3 separate regions of the Sus scrofa genome follow, and all the other regions are linked to region 1. Evidence: chromatin contacts called from public HiChIP or PLAC-seq data. All regions are on one chromosome and are shown on one strand. The core of a region is the stretch at or near the end of the contact, and the rest is flanking DNA. Distances in the headings are between cores, read along the strand shown.

Region 1 (3,275 bases), core at 214-2,713:
GGGTGGATTCAGTATTTGGTGTTGTTGGGTACTACTGGCACCTAGTGGATGAACGGTCAGGAATGCTGCTGAACATCCTACAACACACTAGACAACCCTCCCCACAACAACACAACTAAGTTATGTGGCTCAAAATGTCAAAATGGTTGTGAAATCCCCACTTTAAAAACTGCCATGATTTGTTTACATATTTGCAACTGTTTCTCAAGATGAGATTTTCTCCCTCATATTTTTGTAGTTCCAATGGCTAGCACATAATGAGTGCTGGGTTAAAAACAAATCAGCATTGGAAACTTTCAAGATGAAGAAACATCATCCCCATCCTCATCCCCTCCTCTCCATGCCACCAATGTGATTTTCCATACAGCAACAAAAACAATTCTTTGAAAAATCGATGTCATTCCCCTTTTAGTTGATTCTTACTGCACAGCAAATAAAATCCAATCTCTTCACTGTGAATAACACGGTTTCTGTCCAACCCCAACTACATTAGATGCCATTCTTCCCTTGGTTTACTATACCCCAACTGTCCTGATATCCCTCCCATTCGGTACACACGGCAAGCCTTTTCTACCTAAGGGCCTTGGCACTTAGTTTCCTCTGTCAGGCTTGTTTGTGACCGTTTTCTTTGGTTATTTACTTTAGTGGCTACCTTCCCTACTAGAAAGTGAGCTTGGGAAATGTAGGGACTACATCTGGTTATGCCTCATCCCCAACGTCCAGAAAAAGGCCTGATTCAACAGAAAAGGGAGTAACAAGTTTTTAAAATGATAAACTCAACATAGTGATGAGCTCTGCGCTATGTTCATCACTTTTTCAGTAAACAGTTGTCCTCCGGTTCGGCCTGCTCTGGGATGCATCTTTACTTGGTAACCTCAGCTCTCTTTCACAGCTCTACTGCAGGCTTCTTTCCCGGATTTCACCGAACGAGTAATGCTGTCCTCGCCCATCCTCGGACCCTTTCTGGCTGCTGTCTTCTACCGCGTTGATCAGCCACCTCTGCACCCACAAGGGGCCAAGGCCGGGGAAAGGCGCAGTTCCCGGGCTATATCGCTCCCGTCTCCTACCTCCTGGGTCACCCCTGTGTCCCCACCCCTGCTTCTCGCACATCACCTTCTTCTTCTCCAGGCCGCCCATGGCTCCACGCTGAAAGGTCTACCAGTGCCGAGCGGACAGGTAGCGCCACTTCCTCCCGCATGTGCGCGGTACAGGGCCCCGAGGCCCTCCACGCCGCCTGCCTGTGAGGGCTGCCCAAGGAAGTGCCTGAGCAAGTCTAGGGAAAAAAGGGACTTTTCTCTTTTATATTTACAACTAAACTCCATGAAAAAAATCACTAAGACCGCTCTTCTGGATCTTTCCCATTTATTGCCTAATACAGACATATTTAATGTTTGATTGAAGGCGGATATTCAGGCATTTCTATAGTCATCCTGATGACGAACGCTTGCCGTTTCAGCCCCGTTGCATTTTGGGATGGAAGGCGGCGGAAGGCCTAGAGGCAGCGCAGCGCCTTCTGGGATGCATAGGGGAGTCTCTCTTCTGGGAGCAGCGGCAAGAATTGCGTTGTCATAGTAACAGTAGGCGTCGAAACTTGTCTTGCCTGAGAAGCCACCTCGGAGGTAAGTGGAGCGACTTTCGCTTCTCCTGTGGCCATTGGTTTTTCCTTTGGTTAGTTCGCTATTATCGGTGTAAATAAAGCAAAAGCAAACTTTTTCCTCTCAGAGGTAGAGAGACCCAAGAGGCCACTTAAACTTTCTGAGCCTTAGGAGAGAGTTGAAAAATGACGAAAGCACAGTTGGAACTGGTGCTATATTTTAAATGTACATTTAACATGTTTTAGTTTTTAATATGTATATACAAATTCCGTATTGTGTTCTTTAAAGGGTAATTACAAGATTTATACAAATATTCACACGAGTGTGATGTGGTCTGGGGAGTAGATGAAATTTGCAAAGTTAGATGTTTTCTTCCTTCAGGCCGCTAAACTCCATTTGGAGATTGCCTCAAAATTTTAAATTTGAAGAGTTCCCATTGTGGCGCAGCGGAAACGAATCCTAGTAGTATCCATGAGGATGCGGTTTCGATCCTGGACTCGCTCAGTGGGTCAGGGATCCAGCGTTGCGTCATGCTGTGGTGTAGGTCGCAGACCCGGCTCGGATCCTGCATTGCTGTGGCTGTGGTGTAGGCGGGCAGATGTGGCTCGATTCTTTCCCCAGCTGGGGAACTTCCATATGCAGCACATACAGCCCTAAAATGCAAAAAATAAAAAAATTAAAATTTGAGGCCCTTGTGAATGTGACCTGACCTAAAGTCATGGTCATTAACTCACCCTTTAGAGGTAAATACAGATATCAAGCACTGACCAATACTTGTTTTGAAAAATGTGTGTTTTATTATGTACTTTCCATGATAGCTAAAATAAAAACTTAATGATTCAGAGTTCCCTCTGGCGCATTGGGAGGCTGGGATGCAGGTTTGATCCCCAGCCCGTCATGGTGGGTTGAGGCTTCCGAGTCGCTGCAGTTGCAGCATAGGTCTCAACTGCAGCTTGGATCACTGATCCCTGGCCGGGAACTCCACAAACCATAGGGTGGCCAAAAAAAAAAAAAAAAAGAAAAGAAAAAAAGCCTAGTGCCTCTACAAACAACGAAAAATGAAATATAATGAAAAATGGGTAGGGGAAGGTGAGCTAGCAAAGACTTTGAAGGAACTTGACAGAGCGGTGTGAGGAAAAGCAGGGTCATGTGGTTCTCACAGCAAAAGACTAAGGTGTGTTTCAGAAAGGCTCTGAGAACAAAAGGAATGGGGCTGGCAAAGAGAAAGGAGAAAGAGACTGTCCAGGCCAGAGGCAAAAGTTTGGGGCATTTGGGAGCATGTAGGGTGTGACTGTGTAGGAGGAGAAGGATGGACCTGAGAGGACAGTAGTGGCTCGTTAATCAAAGGAACACAGGAGCAAGGCCACTGTCATGGGTGTGTGATCCTGGCAGTGGCCATGGCCCTGTGCTTGAGCCAACGCTGATTCTTAACAATATTTTAACAAGGCACCCTGCACTTGCAAATCATGTAGCTGGTCTACACAGGAAGGGCCTGTTTTGCTCACATTGATTTCGAGGGGGGGTCAGTGGAAAGACACAGATGGAGGTGTCTAGAAAAGAAATTGTACATTGGGTCTGGAGTTCAAAATAGGTACTAGATTTTACAGATGAGGAAACTGAGGTTCTGGGAAGGGAAGGGACTCATCCCAAGGTCACTCAGCTGCTAAGTAGTGGAAAATG
Region 2 (3,275 bases), core at 461-2,960, 420 kb after region 1:
TAAGGCATTGATGCCTCTGTCTCAGCCCTGATGTTCCAGAAACCTGGATCTTCCCCACCCCCTTCCAAGACCGCAACTGAAACCAGGTATTCTTGGGGGCCTGTTTTCTCATCTGTAAATTAGGAGACAGAGAGCTGGGCAGGGTAAGTTCAGAATTTCCTTCCGTCTCTGCTGGCTTGAGTACCACCACCATGTCAAGTCTCGTCTCTTCCCTCACCGCCACTCCCATCTTCACCTCCAGCTCCTTCACCACCTCTGCTTCCATCAACATAACTATTCCACCACCTCTTCTGGTCCATCTCCACCTTTCCTATTACCTTCATCACCATGACCACCATCTCTTCATGCTACCACCTCCACCATCACCAACTTTGTTATTACCTCTACTGCTGCCATCACCCTTACCTCCACTCCCTCTTCTATCCCCGTTACCCATCTTATCACTATTACCTCCACTTTGCCAGCACCATCACCTCTCCACTTCAACATCATGGTCAGTCCTCCATTTCCGTCATCATAATTATGTACATTATCACCTCCAGCACTATGATCACCACTGTCATCCCCTCTATCATCATCGCCCAAAAAACTTTCTACCCCAAGGCCCTAATATGGCCTCGGTCTCCATGCCTGCAAATTCCAGCCTTACAGAGATGCTGGCACAGAAACACAGACTAAACCCAGAGACAGTCAGGAAGAAGTGAGAATCCCATCAAGGGAAGCAAATCAGGTGTCTGTCCACATGACTTTCATGGAGGTGACCATGAAGATACATAGGAGACTGTTTTTTGGTCTTTTTTTTTTTTTTTTTTTTGCTATTTCTTGGGCCGCTCCCGCGGCACATGGAGGTTCCCAGGCTAGGGGTGAATCGGAGCTGTAGCCACCGGCCTACGCCAGAGCCACAGCAACACAGGATCCGAGCCGCGTCTGCAACCTACACCACAGCTCACGGCAACGCCGGATCGTTAACCCACTGAGCAAGGGCACCGGATCGTTAACCCACTGAGCAAGGGCAGGGACCAAACCCGCCACCTCATGGTTCCTAGTCGGATTCGTTAACCACTGCGCCACGACGGGAACTCCAGGGGACTGTTAACAAGCAGGGAGCTCTGGGCATAAAACTGAATGTTTTCTGCCTAGACTGAGTGATATCACTCCTCTCTAAGCAACATAGCGTTCTGGAGGAATCAGGATTCCAGGGACTGATCAGCAGGTAAGAGTAAGAGTGGGGGAAAGGCAGAAGCAGAGGGCCCAGAGCCATCTCTGGCCATATCTGAACCTTGTCACTCATTCTCTCTTCTCGTTGATTGATTGATCCATTCATTCATTCATTAAACAAACACTGTGCAGGGTCCTGGCCAAAGAAGTTCCAAGTCCTGTTTCTGACCATCCTATCAGTCTGCTCCCCACTCCCTGTTGGTTGTGCCTTTCTCTTCCGTTCCCTTCCTCCTGACACCCAGTTTGTTCTTGTGGACCTTGGGTCACTGAGGCAGCTCCTTTTCCTCACTGAGGCTCAGGAGACCTCCCCAGCTCACCAGGTGACCTTGAGCAAGTCCCTCTCCCAAGCCACACCCAGTGAGTCTTGGACCAAGAAAACTGAGAGGAGCTGGGCTGGGCTTGGCCTGGTTGTGGGGACATCCAGGGCAGGTGGGAGGTGTCTGCAGAAGAGGAGGGGCCAGCGGTGAGGTTGAGATGGCAAAGGACTCCAGTTGCTGGAGCCTGAGTGTCTGGCTCTGGGATGGGAAAGATAGAGCCAGGTCAGGGGCTGGCACCAAGGCCTGAAAATGGGGCAAGGGTGGGGGCCAAGGCAAACCCTGAGCTGTCAAGGAATGGGAAGGTCACAGGACCAGGGCAGGGACTCAGGTGTCTTTGAGGCCCTGAGAAGGGGCTGACCTCTGAGCTACCTTACACTCAGGTGTGTCAGTGCCCCTCCCTTGAGGAAGGGCTGGCCAGGCCTACTGGCAGGAGGGTGGGGGCAGAAAGACAGCCTCTGATATGCTGCCAGTTGGGACCTGTGCCAGGCCAATGGGCCTACCACCACCCCCGACCCCCCACAACAATTCCAGGCTCAGCAGCCAGTCCCCAGGGGGCAGGCCACCTTGCCCTGGCCAGCTCTAGGTTGGGAAGTAGGTGCCTGTGCCTTTAAATTCTCAGCAGGTTGAAACGGCTGATGACATCACTGGTTCCCGGGAGCGGAGGAGCTAGAGCCAGAGCCCGAGGGAGCCCGGGCTGCCTGCCGGGGCTGCAGACATGGAGGGCCAGGGCGTCAGTGGCAGTGGGAGGCTGGGGACCCGGGCTGGCCTGGGCCCCCTGCCCATGCCCCATGGGGTTTCCCAAACTGGGGCACCCTCCAAGGTAAGACCCCTAAAGCCTAGCCCCCCATTCCTGATCCTTGGTCCCACCCCCAACACACACACACTGCAGGCACCCCGGTGCCCCTGGCTGAGGGGATATTACTCTTTTCTGCCTACCAATCAGCGACGGGGCAAACAGGGGACGGGAGGCAGCTAGTGATGGGATACCCAGAGAAAGATGGAATTAGTCATCTCCGAGAGCCCCAAGGAGAGCACTGGACTGTGTGTCAGGGGACCCAGCTGTGCTCCAGCTTTACTGTGTGACCTTGGGCAAGTTGCTTGTCCTCTCTGAGTCAGTGCAAAATGAGGAGGCTTATCCCTGAACACTAAAATTGTGACATCTGGGATGTCTAAGTTGTTAGTCCTGGAGGCGGTGTGGTGTTTGGGCGGGGGGTTGGAGTGGGACATTAGGAACCATGGAGGATGCTCAAAATGCAAGCCTCCAAGAGCTGAGTTTGGGGACAGAGGTGGTGGCAGTTTCAGATTCTCTGAACCGAGAAGGACATGAGACACAGAGAGAACTGCATCTCTGGAGGCAGGGATTGGACTGCCCCAGGCTGAGTGTAAACCTTCTGCCCTCGCCGGCAAAGGATTCTTTATCCTGACTTCCTAAGACGGGCATCAGAAACAGGGGACAGACAGGAAAGGGAGAGGGGGTCCCTGCAGGGCCCCACACCCCCCCTACTCCACCTGTGGGACAAAAAGGGGATAGCTGCTTGCCTGTCCTCACAGGTGGGATGATGAGGGTAAGAGGGTACAACCCACTCACAGAGCAGTATGATGCCAGGATCAGCAGAATCCTGAACTTGTTCTGAATGTTAGAATCACACTTGGGAGGAGGGACTATTCTATGGAGTTCAAATGGAATCCTAGCAAAAAAATCCTCTGCTCATAAATGCAGAGAATGTGAGACCAAGGCTT
Region 3 (3,275 bases), core at 387-2,886, 300 kb after region 1:
CTTCGAGCGTTTTTTTCAGTTCCTCTAAATTTCCTGTGAGGAAATTTACCAGTCCAGAAATTCACCAATCCGTAAATTCAGCAACTTATGTCATAAAATTGGACAACCACCCATGTCTTCGCCATCAATGATCCCAGGATCCTTAAAGAAGCCCCAGACTGGCGACCATGTTGTTGATGGAGTGCATATGGCGTTAGTTCCGGCTTCACCACCTCCCAAATGAAAGATTTCCAAAGCGCTGAAGACCGATTTCTGTTTTTCAAAGCCTGGACCAAACCTAGCCTGAGGTCCGTCCCACTTTCCTCAGGGTAGTGGGTCAAATTACCTCACACAGACCCATTAAGTCGCCTCAGACCTGACCCGCCCAAATCAACTCAGGCGAGTTGCGCCCCTCCCCCACTTCCCTCAGACAGCGGCCTCAGCCTCTCAGGCGCTCGGTCCCGTGTTCTCCTCCTCACATAGAGAAGATAGTCCCAGCTTTCAAGGCCCGGATTGAGGGCAGTGACGAGTACACTACCCGAGCGGGCGTTGCCCTGCGCTCACAGCTGCAGCTGCCTTTGTCCCTCCCCACGGAATTGGAACCCAACAACCGCAGCGCGCTCTTGGAACCATGTGCTGCCTCCGCCTCCGCCGCTGCCGCCACCGCCGCCGCGAGACCACAGCCCGCACTGCGCTGGATGATATGGTGACCGGACTCAACACCACAAAATTCGGCGTCTAGGTCTCCTCCGCCGCTGCTATCGCTGGCGTCTCTGCCACCTCAGCCAGCGCTTTGTCTCCGCTAGTGCACACAGCCCGGGCCGCCTCGCGCACTCCCCGACGCCCCAAGCCCCCGAGGCCTCCGCGGCGTATTCGGCCAATCACAGAGCCGCAGATCCTCCCGCCCCCGCTCTGATGCGACGCCTTCTGATTGGTAGGTAGCGTGTCTCCACGTGACCGGATCTTGTTAGCTGGGCCCTCCCCTGTCACGTGAGTGAGCGCGCCTCTCTTCCTGCTTTCTTGACCCTCTCCGCCATTTAAAGAAACAGTACCGGGGGCGGGCCGAGCGACGCAGCCGGGACGGCAGCTGCGGCGCGGACCGGAGGAGCCATCTTGTCTCGTCGCCGGGGAGTCAGGCCCCTAACTCGAAGAAGCCCTGGCGCGCCCTCCCCCCCTCCCCGGTCTGGTAGGGCGAAGGAGCGGGCGCGCGGTCGATCGAGCGATCGGTTGGCGGCTCTTTCTCCTGCTCTGGCATCCAGCTCTTGGGGCGCAGGCCCGGCCGCCACGGCGCGCGCCCGGTGGCCGTTGGCGTTCGCGCCGCGTCTTTCTTCTCGTACGCAGAACTCGGGCGGCGGCCTATGCGTTTGCTATCCGACGAGGAGTCGTCCGGGTGGTCGGCGGCGGCGGGCAGTTGCTCCGCCCCGCTCCTGGGGAGGCGGCGGCGGCGGCGGCGGCGGCGGCGGGATTTGGCACGGCCGGGGAAGCTGGGGTGGCCGGGGCCGGCCTGGAGGCCTGGCACCACCCTTCGGGGCCTGCAAGGACCCAATTGGGGGGACAGGAGGGAGCCGGGGGATGGTTGGTGGTGGGCTTTCTACTTTGTCTTTTCCTCCTTATGCCGCCTTAGTGAGGGGCGGGAGCGCTGGAGGCCGCTCCGGGGTGGAGAGACAAGCTCCGGAGTCGGAAGAGCTGGGTTTGCTTCCGGGCCTAACCACCAGCTGGCCGAGTGACCTTAGGCAAGTCACTCTGTAATTTATCTGCGCCTCAGTTTCCTCCTTCTCCATCAATGTTTGTGGGATTGAAAGCGCTTTGTAAACTGTAAAGCGTCGCTGTATGTAAGGGATGATTATTGTTCGTAATGGCTTGGTTTTTTGTTTTTTGGTTTTTTTTTTTTGGAGTTGTAAGAAAACTTAGAAATTGCCCAATCCTTGGATTTTGAACCTGGAAACCTTGGATTGGAGGTGGAGATCCCCAAACTCCTTGAAATTGTATGCAGAAATTAGGGGGAATGTGCATTTTAGAGAATGAGAAGCCATCGCCAGCAAGTTTTCATTGGGGGCTGTGACCCAGAAGAATTAAGAACCACATTTCCTTTGTCACAAGGAGGAAACTGAGGCCAGATGTCATTTGGGACCCTTCACAACCAATTCGAAGCCCCTGTTTGAATCCCTGAGATATGTGAGCTGTTCTGTGCATAGTGGATATTCGTGGTAACAACACTCCACTTCTTGGCTTCTATTTTGAGTTCTTTCACCATGGGTTGCCTAAAGGGTGACTGATGCTTAAAGGTACAGTGGCACCCAGCATAAAGCAGCTAAAACTGGGCATGGATATGTTCTCTAGTATCAAGAAGCTTATTTAATCTTTGGCCCAACAACTTTTTTTTTTCTGGTGCCTGACTACCTTTCTGACTCTTCATTGACCATTTTCTATGACCATGGTTGCCATCCGTTACTTTCCCCTATTTTATATTCCTAGTCTGTGTGGTTGGTAGTGAGCAGGCTTATTTTTAAATGGTGCTGCCAAGTCCAACTAATTAATGGTGCAGGTGGATTTTTAGCAAGCTGGCTCACTAGAACAGACTGAACCAGGCATGGAATTCTTGAAAATGTTTGGGGGGTTGAGTCTTTATTAATTGAAGGTTAACGTTTTCTGAGAAGTTTTGTTAGAATTTTCTGCTGAACCTCAAAATCAGATTGAAAGTGTTTCAACCTTAAATTTTTTCTGGTCTGCTTTGTATTCTATTTGCTTGCAAGTGTGTTACTAAGATGGCCAAAATGCCAGTTTTTGCTTCTTTGTTAATTGTCAGCTGCTTTTATCAAATATCAGGCAGTTATCCAGCAAACACTATAGAAATGTTTGAACAGTTGGCTTTCAAACATTTTCATTTTGTGGAGTGGTGCTTACCATTGGTACAGCTCTAAGCAAGCAAACGCAAACACTTTTAAGTGTATTTTGTCTGTTAGGTGTTAGCCGGTTCTGCTATTTCATACAAATGTCTGGAAATCAATTGACTATTCCCTTTACCTAGAGGGCAGAGACAAATGATCTCAATTCCAGAGAAATGACTGTTTTGGAGAAAACTGTGTTGGTCTTTTAGCTCTTTTGTAATTAAATCTGGATGTACCTCAAAAGAATCTTAAGACTGGTGATAAAATGCTTTCCTCAGGAGAAAGGAGGAAAAAAACCAACTGGAACTCAAAGCTTGAAATTCTTTGACAAACATAAGATATCCAGGATGGGAAGTTGAAAGGGTTTCACTACATAGCGTTCTGCACTAGCTGGAGCAGATGTCTTTC

What was found. HiChIP or PLAC-seq counts read pairs in DNA pulled down with a chosen protein or histone mark.
Region 2: a contact with region 1 is called in an H3K27ac HiChIP or PLAC-seq map of alveolar macrophages. The contact joins the promoter of INPP5J here to the promoter of TCN2 in region 1. A contact is called at or near these places in 2 of 5 promoter capture datasets (fetal liver and liver) and 1 of 2 datasets of contacts at active chromatin or transcription factors (alveolar macrophages).
Region 3: a contact with region 1 is called in an H3K27ac HiChIP or PLAC-seq map of alveolar macrophages. The contact joins the promoter of MORC2 here to the promoter of TCN2 in region 1. A contact is called at or near these places in 2 of 5 promoter capture datasets (fetal liver and liver) and 1 of 2 datasets of contacts at active chromatin or transcription factors (alveolar macrophages).

What each region holds. Positions count from the first base shown.
Region 1 is chr14:47,494,782-47,498,056 of Sscrofa11.1, forward strand. TCN2 (transcobalamin 2) reads left to right here and starts at 1,464. Exons shown (of 11, transcript NM_001244436.1): 1 at 1,464-1,619. PES1 (pescadillo ribosomal biogenesis factor 1) reads right to left here and starts at 1,202. Exons shown (of 16, transcript NM_001244432.1): 1 at 1,114-1,202. The coding sequence starts at 1,137.
Region 2 is chr14:47,911,211-47,914,485 of Sscrofa11.1, forward strand. It overlaps INPP5J (phosphatidylinositol 4,5-bisphosphate 5-phosphatase A), which reads left to right and starts at 1,711. Exons shown (of 13, transcript XM_013983072.2): 1 at 1,711-2,355. The coding sequence starts at 2,251.
Region 3 is chr14:47,798,796-47,802,070 of Sscrofa11.1, forward strand. It overlaps MORC2 (MORC family CW-type zinc finger protein 2), which reads right to left and starts at 1,637. Exons shown (of 26, transcript XM_005670853.3): 1 at 1-1,637. It also overlaps LOC100525309.